Linked DNA regions of Gossypium arboreum: region 1 is linked to region 2. The links are chromatin contacts, called in public Hi-C maps. All regions are on one chromosome and are shown on one strand. Each heading gives the region's core, a stretch centred on a gene start, on an enhancer-like site or on the middle of the called end of the contact. The rest is flanking DNA. Distances are from core to core; before and after follow the strand shown. Region 1 holds the start of LOC108487475 (NAD(P)H-quinone oxidoreductase subunit O, chloroplastic). Region 2 holds the start of LOC108489393 (ras-related protein RABC1-like).

Region 1 (6,598 bases), core at 2,509-5,008, 180 kb before region 2:
AAAATGAAAAAAAGTTAGTGAGCAGTTTCTTTTAAGAGTTAAATGAAAAGAAAACAAAAACAAATGATAGAACTTGTTTATAAAAAGTTGTGGAAAATGATTAGTATAGAAAGAGTTACTTCCTTATCACTTATAGAATTATTTTTCAATTATTTCTATTTTATTCTTTTAATATTATCCTTTAAATACTTTATTTTAAAATTTTTAAAATTATATTTATCAAACTCTCTAATTATATTTGGTATTTGGATAATATACTGAAACAAATTTTATAACTTAATTTCATTATTTAATTTTTCAATACTTAGGTCTTGTTTGATAGACCATTCAAAAAATTAAATGAATTGATTTAATTTTTACACATGTTTGATAATCTAAAATGAAAACAATCCGATAGAATATTTATAAAAAGTGTGAAAATAATAAGTGGATAAGAGCTACTTATCACTTAATGGAAAATATTTTAGTTAAATCAATTTTATCAATTTTAATATTGTATTATCTTACAAAAGCTATTCATTTATTTTTTTATTTTTATATAAAATAAGGTGAAATGTTTAAAATAAAAATAAAATGTAGAACATATTTTTATAATTTAAAATCTATATTTATTAAACAATTTAATTACATTTCGTAATTAATTTGTCAAACAATTTTATAACTTTAATTCCTTACTTAAATTTTCAATATTTGGAACACCTTGATTTTTTGCATTTAATTTTTCGAGTCACATTAAACTATAATAATATAAAATATGGATATGTTATATTTTAATATGTTTATATTTATTACTACATAACATTCAACACAAAGTATTAATTTAAATGTAACTTTAAAGCAGATCATAAAAGAGACCAAGCTGACCAGTCTCCTGGCTTCTAAGTATCCGCTTGGATAGTAATAAATCTTGAAGCCTTTCATGGTACACATTGAAATCAGATCTTACATGCTAAAAATGCTAAGGTGGATTTCGTTTTTACAGTTCCTTTTAGTAATGAATGAATGACATAAACATATTATATTGAAAAACTCGGTTTCTTGCTTTTATACAATATATGCAACTCATGGTGAGTAATTAGAACAATGTAACACCATGGAAATGGAGAATCAATGGTCATCACACTCAAATGTGCGGGACTCCATTTCCGAAAACTGCTTCACAATCTCTCATATTGGAGCTTCTCAGACTGCAAACAAAGAACGGGAACCAGGAACTACAATTACTACAGCATAAATGCTTCCAATTTCTATATAGCAATGGAACAGCGCGAGAGCAAATATTACAAAATCCATTGCCACACTGCCATACTTTGCCCTGGCCACACCCTGCTTATATATACATGTATTGAAATATATACATGTATACATATATAAGCAGGGGCTAGGTGGAGCGAATCAGGCAATCACCTTAACTGGTTCATCCCACCTTCCAAAAAAAAAAAAAAAAAAAATACACCCATCCCACCTCCACTTTTCAGCAAGAAGAAAAAGAAAAACTCTTCATTAGAGTGACTCACTTTTGAAATCAATCATATAGTTCAAGTTTTGCCTTCTCTATAAGTACACATATATACGTACATAAGTATATATGTGTGTGTCAATAATCATTTTACTAGAGCAGGCTAGTTATGCGTGATAATCAAAAGCATTAACAGTGTCTGATTGCTAAGTTGATTGATCATCCAGTAACTTAGCTAAGGTCACAAGCATTCTTGACTATTGGCAGGCATATCAGGCTTATTGAACAAGGATTGGTCTATAATTTTGAAACTTTATTAGTAAACAAGTACTTTGAATGCATTGTGGTAGCTTAGTTTTGCAGTGAATCAGTGGCCTATCCAGCCCCCTAAAATGGAAAATTATCCATTTAGGCCCTTTAGAAATTTTAAAATTTTAAATTAGTGAAGGTAAAATTGCACTTTGCCCCCTAAAAATGATAAAATTTTGATTTAATCCTTTAAAAATTATAAAAAAATAAGCTATTAAAAATTACAATTTAATTCCCCCGCCCCTAAAAATTTTCTGGCTTCGCCCCTACAGTGAATGATGCATAAAGTAGTAAAAAACTTACATTTTAAGATTTGAAATAAGTTAAACTACTTAGCCAAACTAATAACCTGAATGATTTTGGTTCATTTAGTATATAGCAGTACAAAACTAACAAAAGGGTAATTTGCCAAATCGACTCAAGTGGCCAATGAAACAATCTATTAACAGTACCTTGATAAGCATGTCCGTGGGAAGCCAAGCTGGTGCAGTTGGGATGCCGACCCATGCAACCTGAAAAAAGGTCATGCTTAGCTAGATTGAGCCTCGAATGCTCTAACGTCTAACTTAAGAATGGATCAGCATCCGGCAAAATGGGATTGCACAGAGCACAATTATCAGCAGTGGCAAAAACTATTATTCTTTTAACTAGCATTTGTATAACATATTGACATAAAGTTCTCAAAATTTTAGTTCATCATTATGTCACATTAGCTTAAGCTTAAGAATGAAAATTTTCTGATAAGAGAACTGAATTAGCATGATTTGTGGTAGAGAAGAAGCTCTAGTTTTCTGTAATCATCATAGTCTAACAAATGAAAGTGAACCAAAATACTAAGGCAAAGGCTGCAGTGAAAATTTCTCACAAGTGCATGTTCTCCTGTCTCAAAAATGCGTACATCCAGAACCTGATATCATCAAGCAGATAGCAAAAGATTTAATGTCCTTCAAAGATGTCCTAAACAAAACAAAAAGGGGAGAAAGCTTTGATACTCAATGGCTCGATAGTAGCACCTCACCACGGTCTTCGTATATGTAGTCCAAGCCTTTGTAATAGGGGGGATGCCCTACAGATAGATACTAAAACAAAACCAAAACTGTCACTATCCCTGTAATTTTATGCCAAGGGAAATCCAATACAAGTTCAAGCAGCAAAAAGCTTACATAAGTTTGTTTTTCTAAAACAAAAGAAAAAAAAATGTTTGATAATCTCTTATAATCCCCTTTCTTTTTCTTCTCTGTACATAAAGAAAAATTGTCTAATCCAAAGCAAAATTTTATCCCTCCGGAAGATCCCTTCTCTAAAGAGTTTGTATCAACAAGGGAACAAGCATTGTGGAAACAAGGGATTATGTGTCATTTATCCAATTTCTTGCACTTTCAGCAAACTATGTAACAAGAAGAAGATAACCAATATAGCATAAATCAATTCATGTTTCACTTACATTAATACTGTTGAGATACTTGTCTTTATCCACCCTAACAATCTGGCCTTTCTTCACTGCCCAAAACCAAACCCACTTCCATCATTTCAAACCCAAGCAACTTAAACCAATAATTGAGGGAAGTATTTCAGAGAAAACTCACTGGAATAAACAGGCTTTTTGGGAGGTGGCTTAGCGGCGGCGGCGGGAGTGGCTTGAGGTTGAGGTTGAGGTTGAGCATTGCTAGAGCCTTCAGCGTTTTTGGTCTGTGTAGCAGTGGGGTTTCCTTTGTCAGGTTCAGAAGAAGCTTTTATGAGTAAAAATGATGGGAAGCGAAGATGGGTTTTTCTGGTTGTGAAGGCATGTGGGAAGGAAGAGAGGCATGAAGAAGAGGCGTGAGAGAGAGCAGAAGAAGAAAACGCCATGGAAACTACCACTCCTTTGAAGTGAAGCTTTACTGACCTCTTTTTAAGTGCTCTACAGATATATAGATAAGAGATGATGATCTTTTTTTCTTCTTATTCTTGTTTCTAACGGCCAGATTTTCAAGACAAAAAAAACTGTTTGTTTCCGTACATTCTAGTGGGTGAGGATGCATTTTTGATCAATTTTAAATTAATCATATTATTACGTTGCTTAAAGATTATTTTTCTTTTTGAAATTTATTACCTTCACTTTCAACAGTTTTCGCTCCAAATTTAATTTTCTTTTTAAGAGTAGAATGTGTTTTATTTTGTAGCTATGATTTTGATATTTTTTAGATTAATTTCATCTTTCTTTAACAATGTTATCAATTTTAATTCATTTTAATTTGGTTAGTCTTTTTCCTTTTTTTTTCCTCCTATTTCTTAAGAATTAACGGGATGAGGTTGCATTTGGATCAATTTTAAATTCATTTATAATTTGGATGGTATTTCCTAACCTAATTTCATTTTTTTCTACCGACGAGTGAATATTCATTCATTCAAGACTAACAATACAATTAGAAATAAAAAAATCAAACATCTCAAACAAGTTATAAGAAACTAAGCTAAAAAGGACAATTTAATCAATAGTCAAACTAAAGAGAAAAGGCAAGAAAAACAAAAGCACAAGCTTAATATGACGATGATACAAGCATGATCTTAACATTTTCTAGTTTATAGAGTTTAAAACCATAAGAATCAATTAAGAAGCCAATGCCACACTTAAAGCCATAATCTATGTCAAACTTTTGATCATATAGATCTCGGGAACTTGAACTCACCCAACACATTGACAATTATATGGCTTGTTCTCACATTGAGAAAGGTCAACAGATGCACCAACTCTTTATAACATTACAGCCCAATAGTAAAAAAAAAAAAGCTCCAAAAAGAAAAGAAACAACGTTATTCCCTATTAAAAGTATCATGTTTGCATCAAAGGTGACTCAATTTCGAACCCATGTCCATCGCGCTCACAATCATTGCCTAAAAGTCTCATTCTTGCTTTTTGAGCTCTTGAACCAAAGAATAAAAAAAACTCTTGATAAAGGATGATCAAAGAAAGAGTGAGATCGCATCATTGCTACTCAAGGGGCTCTAAGTTGTGACATCATAGGTCCAATGTTGCGACTTAGCTTGATCTTATTGGTCCATCTTTAGGGTACATGTCACGACACCACATGCTTGTTGTCGCAAGTCAAAGACCTTGGTGTCGCGTCTATACAAGTCTGTTGTTACGACACCGAGGCTTTTCGAGATTACTTCATTGGCATGGTGGAAAGCCCGATGTCACGACATCAGAGAATGATGCTGCAGCATTTAGAGTCAAAGGATTCCAGGTTGTGACATCAATATCCCAAGGTTTCAATACCGAAGCTACATGATTGATTCCTTCGCTTGTTCCTCAGTTAAGTCCCTGAAAATGCCTTAGCCACATATTAAGCTCAACTGGACATATAATTGATGTTTTTTATTGCAAATAACATAAAAACCACTAAAAAGTGTAATTAACGTAAATTCTAATCTAAATGTGAAAAAGAGATAAAGGACTCGAAACATCACCCAAAAACAAGCTCTTTAAGTATGAAAAGAGCTTAATTTATCATATTGAAATACGACGTATCAAACTCCCCCAAACTTAAGTCTTTACTTGTCCTTAAGCAAACACACAAAGCATACACAAGATGTCCCTTGAACTAACTTAAGCAATAAGGTGCATGGCAATCAAACATCGAATGTCATATTTCAAAAATCGGGTTAATAGAAATTAGGTCAATGAACCGAGAAAGGTCACGCCCAATTTCTTTTAGATGACCTTAGCATATTTGATAATAAATATCAATTATAGTGATTGAGTAGTGATGGAGCTATCTTTGATTATCTGAGTTCGAATCTCTTCCCTCTCGTTAATTTCTATTTTGTGCAAATTTGTTTTAAACCCTTAGCAAAGGTCATCCTATGTTTTTAAATATTTTCTATTAAAATGATCACAAGGAGTAATGTGGTAAAGTTGTTAAGTGTTTAGATAATTTCCTAAAGGTTCCATGTTTAACTCCTCATACACACAAATTTTTATTTTTTTTGACAACTTTAGCTAGTGTGAACACTCCTTACCGTCCAACCTAGTTACCATGCATGGGGAAAGATTCTTTTCTTGTGTGTGAGTCAACCTTCCCTTATTAAGCCCCGTTTTCACTCTCATGATCCTCTTTTTGCTCTTTTGTCCCCTCAACATACTATTCTCTTCACCATTACCTTATGTGATGTTCATTGAACCTAGACAAGATGAATAACACCCTTTTATTCCATCTTTTCATTACTTTCCTTTTCACTACCATTCCCCTCTTTTGCTCATCTCTTTTCTCTCCCCATCTCCTTTTGCACCATCTTGGACCACCATTATTTTGATTTTGGCCTCCTTTCCTCCACTGTTAGCCACCACCATTCAACCTAAACACCACCATTTTATCACTTATCCTCATCTTTTCTTCTTCTTTTTGTTCTACCACCGCTGTAACACCCCGTACCCGAGACCGTTGCCGGAGTCGGACACGAGGGGTTAACGGGCTTAATCCACTTATTTGCACAGTCCATTTTAAAATTTTCCAGACAAGTTGGTTACTGTGTCACTGTCGCCTTAAAAATCATATCTTGAGTTTCAAAACTCGAAAACCAGTTCCGTAAATTTTTTCTGAAACTAGACTCATATGTTCATCTAAAAATTTTTTTCTAGAATTTTTGGTTGAGCCAATTAGTACAGTTTATTAGTTAAAGTCTCCCCTATTTCAGGGTTCAACTACTCTGACCTTCACGCACTAAGACTTGGATATCTCCCTGTACAGGGCTTCAATACTGATTCTGTTTGTTTCTATAGAAACTAGACTCAAAAAGGAATCTATACATATATCGCCTGACTTATAATTATCTCTGGTTAATTTATAA
Region 2 (5,918 bases), core at 1,401-3,900:
GTGAAAAAGCAATAAAAGACTCGAAAGATCACCCCATAAACAAGCTCTTTAAGTATGAAATGAGCTTAAATTTTCATATCAAAATACAATGTATTTGTGCTAGAGGGGCAACAATCCTTTATAGATATAAAGCCTATTGAGTTACTAGTGGAACTATCACCTATGAAAAGGTGGATCATGCAGCAAACTTTGTGAGTAGAAAAGTATCTATCAATATGGGTAGTCAAAATAGAGTAAATACATTGAGGGAGGTACATATTAAACATTATTCTAGTTTTATACAATGTGATTTGTCAAAATTGTTGGATGTTTACTATGGCTTGGTAGAGACATAAGAGTCCTTTCAAAGTTTCAAGATGAGTAGGCAAAGTGGCCTACAAATAAGAGTTGTCATCAACACTCAAGATTCATCAATGTTTAACGTAAGTATGCCCAAACTTTTTTGTAAGGATCAGGAGGACTCAGACCAAGGTAAGTTATAATGAGAGTGATTAGAAGTGAAGGCCTCTTAGGATCGATATTTACAATTAGGCATGAAAGATCAAATTGAATGGTGATAGAATTATAGGTTAAAATACTACCCGATAGTGAGGTTAGTCAAGAATCGTTTAAAACATTATTGTAGTTTCAAGATAAAATAGACTAATTTTTGAAGACGTGGTGTTGGTATCTCTAGAACAGGTGGGGAAAATGTCATGACCCATGAATAAATGTCTACGACCAAGGTGATCATTTAAGTTAAATAGGTCTACTTAACCTACTAGGATGATCCACTTCTTGAAACATTCTAGAAAACCCATTTACTAGAAGCTTGACCACCTAGAAAACTCTCTAACAAATTGTAGTTACTAGGTTAATTTAAATTACAAGCTATATAGAAAATAGAGAGTTTAAATTTTCTTAAAACTCTATCATATAAATATGTTCAAATTAGAGCCATTGATGTAACTCAATCTGTACTACTGATGTAAGAGGAACTCAATTATAAATAGAGGCTTATTTCATTAGAGCAAATCAATTTAGAATCTATTGAAAGGTTCAACTTTTGTCATCCCTAATTGTAACGAGATTTTAAAATATCTATTAAGTTAATGTTGATAATATCATTTTAACGTTGTACTCAACACTTGGTTTAAATTTTGTTATTTTTCCTTAGTTTGTTATGTCTAATAGCTATTAACAATTGTATCACACTTATGTGTGAAAAAATAATATATTTAAAATATCGATGTACATTTAAAATAATTTTCAAAAATAATAAAATGAATAATTTGAAAATATAAAATGCCTATAATCATATTTATTAATTGATTCAAATTTGGTTTTTAGTACATTCTCTAGTTGAGGTGTTACTTTGTTTAATTGCTTATTGTATAAATAGAAATTGCTACTTGCCCCTAGACCTGATCAAGCCCGGTCGAAATGTAAGAGGTTTTGGACAAAAATATAGGCTTTAAAAAGGGCTTGGACAAAAAAAATAAGACTCGTTTAAAAAATGGGTCTGGCCTCAAGTAAGGCATTTTTGGCCCGAGCCCGGCCCGAATCCACTAAAAGACAAAAAAATTTACTTTTTTTAAATATTATTTTCTTGTTGTTTTCTCTCTATTTTGCTACCTTAAAGACATTTGTTAATTTTGTTATTATTTTAGAGACATTTTCTTGTTAAGTTGCATCTATCTTAGTCTTATTTAAATATACATATTTTTAAAATTTATTTTAATTTGTTAAAAATATTTATTTTGATATTTTTAGTTTTTTGATATATTATATATTTAAAATTATATAAAAATAATATAAAATTTAATATGGGAGAGTCCGATTGAGTCGGGCTCGAATTTTAACATTTTATTTAGTTTAAACTTAAACAAAATTTTAAACCCTAAATTTTTAATTGACCTAACTCTAACCTTACTCGACCTGACTCCAACCATGCTCACCTCTACTTAGAGTGATCATGGGTGGGAGGCCGGCCCGGCCAAGGCCTCCCAAAAACAGGAGGTTTGGGTAAAATATAGGCTCGAAAAATGGGCTTGGGCAAAAAACGAGGCTGCTTAGAAAGCGGCCCGGCCTCGAGTAAGAGTTTTTGATGGGCTGGCCGGCCCTACCAATTATATATTAATATATATATTTTATTTTATTTTAATTATTTTAAATTTTTAATATAACTATTTTTATTATATTATTAATTTGTGTATTGTTTTAAGAATTGTTTTAGTATTATTTTTATTTGTTTTAATATTTGTTTTATGTTTTTAAATATATTTGATTTATTATATTTTTAAATTTTTTATTTCAAATAAAAAATTTAATATAAGCTTGGCGGGCAGAGCTCGAGCTTAATAATTTTATTTCAGGCCGGACTTGGGCAAAATTTTAGGCCCATATTTCGGGCCAAACCGGGCCCGAGCCTAGTATACGGGCCTAAAAATTTGTATGAGTCCGACCCGAACCTGACCCGACCCGACCCATTATCACCTCTACCTCTACTTGCCCCAAAATGAAAATCTAAGATGAAATCAGAGATGTCCAATGATTTGTTCGTCTACTCAAAAAGTCAAAACATAAATCATCCGAGTTCACAGGACCCGACCCGGTTATTGCCAATTTTTTATTTTCTGGCGTTGGAATGGAAAGAGCCAAACCCACGCGCGCTACTATTCTTGTAATTCCTTACTTTGCCCTTTTGCATTTACAAGTTCTTTTTAAGTTTTAGTTTAAAAGTTTTATTTTTTATTTTTCTCAATTAACCCTGCTAATCAGAAATTCTGTCTCGCTCTCTCCTCCATTATTTCATTTTCTTCTCACCATTTTTCTTTTCCGAGAGGTAATCTCTTATTATATTTAATTTTGATGTATAAAATAAATTCTATAAATATGTATGATCAACCATGATCTAAACCTGTGTAAGGAGTTTTCTTTTCTCAATTAATAAATTCTTTGGGATACATGATAAGGATATTGTTAGATTCAACCTTTTATCTCGTTGAAATCCAAATCTATACATATGATTTTGCTTCCATGTTGTTTTTCAGGTTTAGATGCGTTGATAAGGTGAAAAAGAGAAAGAGGGCTGGATTTGGGAGATCCGATCGTAGAAATTTGGTGTTATTTGAAAGAAAGATAGTTCAATTGGTAAATTAATTGAAAAATGGAGTCGTCGAATCAAGCGGAGTTCGATTACTTGTTCAAGTTGCTGATGATAGGAGATTCAGGAGTTGGAAAGAGTAGTCTTCTTTTAAGTTTCACTTCCGATTCCTTTGAGGAACTCTCTCCCACTATTGGTCAGTATTCATTTTGAACTGTGCTCATCAACTTTTATTCCTTTTTATGTCTTATAATTTATAATGGCATTGTCTTGATCTCTGGAACATGAAGATATCTACGCTCCCTTTTGGATTTTCTTTTCAAGATCAAAAGGCGGCTTACCAAAAAAATTTTTTGAAGAAAAATTGAAAACATAACTTTCTTTTGGAGAAAATTGTACGAATTTACTTATGTATGGATGCTGTTGTTACTTGCGTTTTCCAGTTTAACCACTAGGAATTATCCAAATGCTTAAGAATAGAGTTTCCAAATCTTAAATTTTAACTCGATTGGATCTCAAATGTTGGATGTGCCAAATTAATTCTTGGTTTTATGATTCTGAGAAATGAGGTTTGCATTGTCTTTTTGTGGATAGTTTTGTTTTGTCTTTTGATAAAAAGAAAGGAAATATGATGAGTGAACAGAAAGACTGTAAATTGGGAATGAAAATTTTATTTTATCAGAAATCTAGAATGGATTGATGATCTTGCAATGTGGTCTTGGTTAAACTATTCTACTTCTGTAAAGCCTTCAGTGCATTCACATTAAACTGATTATAAGAATCATTAATCTGCTTACATATCTTTATGTCCTGATTTAGAACTCTACTTGTTTTGTTGTGTAGGTGTTGATTTTAAAGTGAAATATGTAAATGCCGGGGATAAAAAGCTGAAGCTTGCAATTTGGGATACAGGTAATACCTAAAGTTTGCTAATGTGTTATTTCTGGTTTTTCTTTGATTTTTTTTTTTTGAAAGAAAAAGGCCCAAAAAGGCCAACTATATTAAATTAGAAGGTATCATCCAACACCAACCGGTGGATGAAATCCGGGTAGTCCAAACCAAAATCCAAAGCAGTGATCCCATCCATCAGCCAATATGCCATGCAATGAGCAACATGATTGGCTGACCTATGGGAAAAGGAAAACTAACAGCATTGAAAGAATTGCAAATACTTAAGGCCCCTCTAACAATACGGCCATAAATGGACAAATCAAGAGTCCGATTATTGAACTTATTAATAATAAAAGCACAATTAGACTCGAAAATAACTCCGGAGAAACCCTTCTCGAGGGTCTTCTAAGCAGCGCAAGCCGAAGCGATAGCCTTAGCTGAATGGCCATCAAAAGCCTTGGTGATCGAACAAGCATAATCAGCTAGCGCCATGCCCTCATGGTCAGGAACAATGGCACCGCTAGAAGCAACTTTTTTCTATGCATTTCATGCCACGTCAACATTAATTTTGACCGCATCTTCAGGAGGCGGAGACCATCGGGTCACAGTCAGACGTCAAAGTAACAACGGCGCATACAAAAGCTTATGCACACGAAACTCATGATGGATCGAACGAGCTCTCAAAACCACATCTTGCAAAGAAGAAACCTGCCCTTGAATCACAAACAAGTTCCTTGCTTCGGACAGTTGCCATAGAAGCATAAGAAAACTAGTGAAAGCTCTTTTGTCCATCTTCCTCATTGCTGCCTCGAGCCAATCAATTGCATTGTAAAAAGACAAACAAAGCAAATCATTATGAATATTACACAAGATTAAAGCCTCCCTTGAAATTGGGCAATCCCAAAGAGCATGTATAACATCCTCCTTAGTTGTCCTACATCTAGGGCAACTTGGATCCACCCCTAGGGAGAACATAGCACATCCATTAGCCGTAGGGAGGATGCCATGACCCAGTCTCCATCCAAACAATCAACTCTTTGGAAGGGTTTTAGCTTCCAAAGTTACTTCCAAAAGACTGAGGTCCTAAACCCAAAGTCTAAAGAAGTAACCAATTATACCCTGAACGCGTGGTATAAACATTGTTGGGGGCATGCCCCCAAACCAACTAGTCTTCACTTGCCTCGCCAATACGCAGATGGAGAATTCGGGAAGCATCTCATCGTTGCAACAAGATCGAACTAACATCTCATCCTATCTCTGGTCTTCTAGAAGTAATTGAGACACCCTAGCATCATGGGGAATAGCATCACAATGACCTATATCAGGCCCATTTATAAATTTGTCCTCCCATCCATCCGTCCGGATCCTTGCCGTATTACCATTCACTATCTTCTAGTAGAAGCCCGGATGAAGCATATTTAACACTTCCATAAAGCCCTTCATATTCATACATGACGGAAGTGGTTTTCCAATGATTCTCTACTTTTGTGCTATATAAATTGACATCTACATTATTATTTCAACCTTTCTTGTCTTGAATAAATCATGCTAGAAATTGGCTTGTCACAGTGAATTATATATAATGATGTTTGGGCTATTTTGCTTACTTTGTTTCCCTTTTAATCTATCACCTGTAACTTTATCAAGTTTCTCTTTAACATCTCTGAAAGGGGGACCTTAGTTTTTATTGCTCAAACACCTATATTTGATGAGTGCAATGCTTTTTTAGTTGCTAAAGTGTCACTTAGTTCTGACAAACAGCTTATTCAAAGAAAATATTAACCTGAGATTAGTAGTTTGAGTTTACTAAAGTTCTGTTTGATCGATGCTTTTGCTATGTCCTTTTGTGCTGATATTAAGAATCAGTAGATGAGTTCAGAAGAAGGAAAAAAAAAAAAGAATCAGTAAATGAGTTGTGGATAGAGGTGAAATGCCACTTGAA

Evidence for each region. A called contact is a pair of places that touch in the nucleus more often than the background predicts.
Region 1: a Hi-C map of leaf shows a contact between it and region 2, with 5 times the contacts expected there. The contact joins the promoter of LOC108487475 here to the promoter of LOC108489393 in region 2. A contact is called at or near these places in 2 of 5 Hi-C or Micro-C datasets (both in leaf).

What each region holds. Positions count from the first base shown.
Region 1 is chr10:24,613,730-24,620,327 of ASM2569848v2, reverse strand. It overlaps LOC108487475 (NAD(P)H-quinone oxidoreductase subunit O, chloroplastic), which reads right to left and starts at 3,758. Exons shown (of 6, transcript XM_017791829.2): 1 at 3,355-3,758; 2 at 3,213-3,268; 3 at 2,782-2,847; 4 at 2,634-2,675; 5 at 2,221-2,280; 6 at 816-1,187. The coding sequence starts at 3,616. The coding sequence ends at 1,158.
Region 2 is chr10:24,435,114-24,441,031 of ASM2569848v2, reverse strand. It overlaps LOC108489393 (ras-related protein RABC1-like), which reads left to right and starts at 2,650. Exons shown (of 7, transcript XM_017793925.2): 1 at 2,650-2,824; 2 at 3,033-3,281; 3 at 3,929-3,997. The coding sequence starts at 3,149.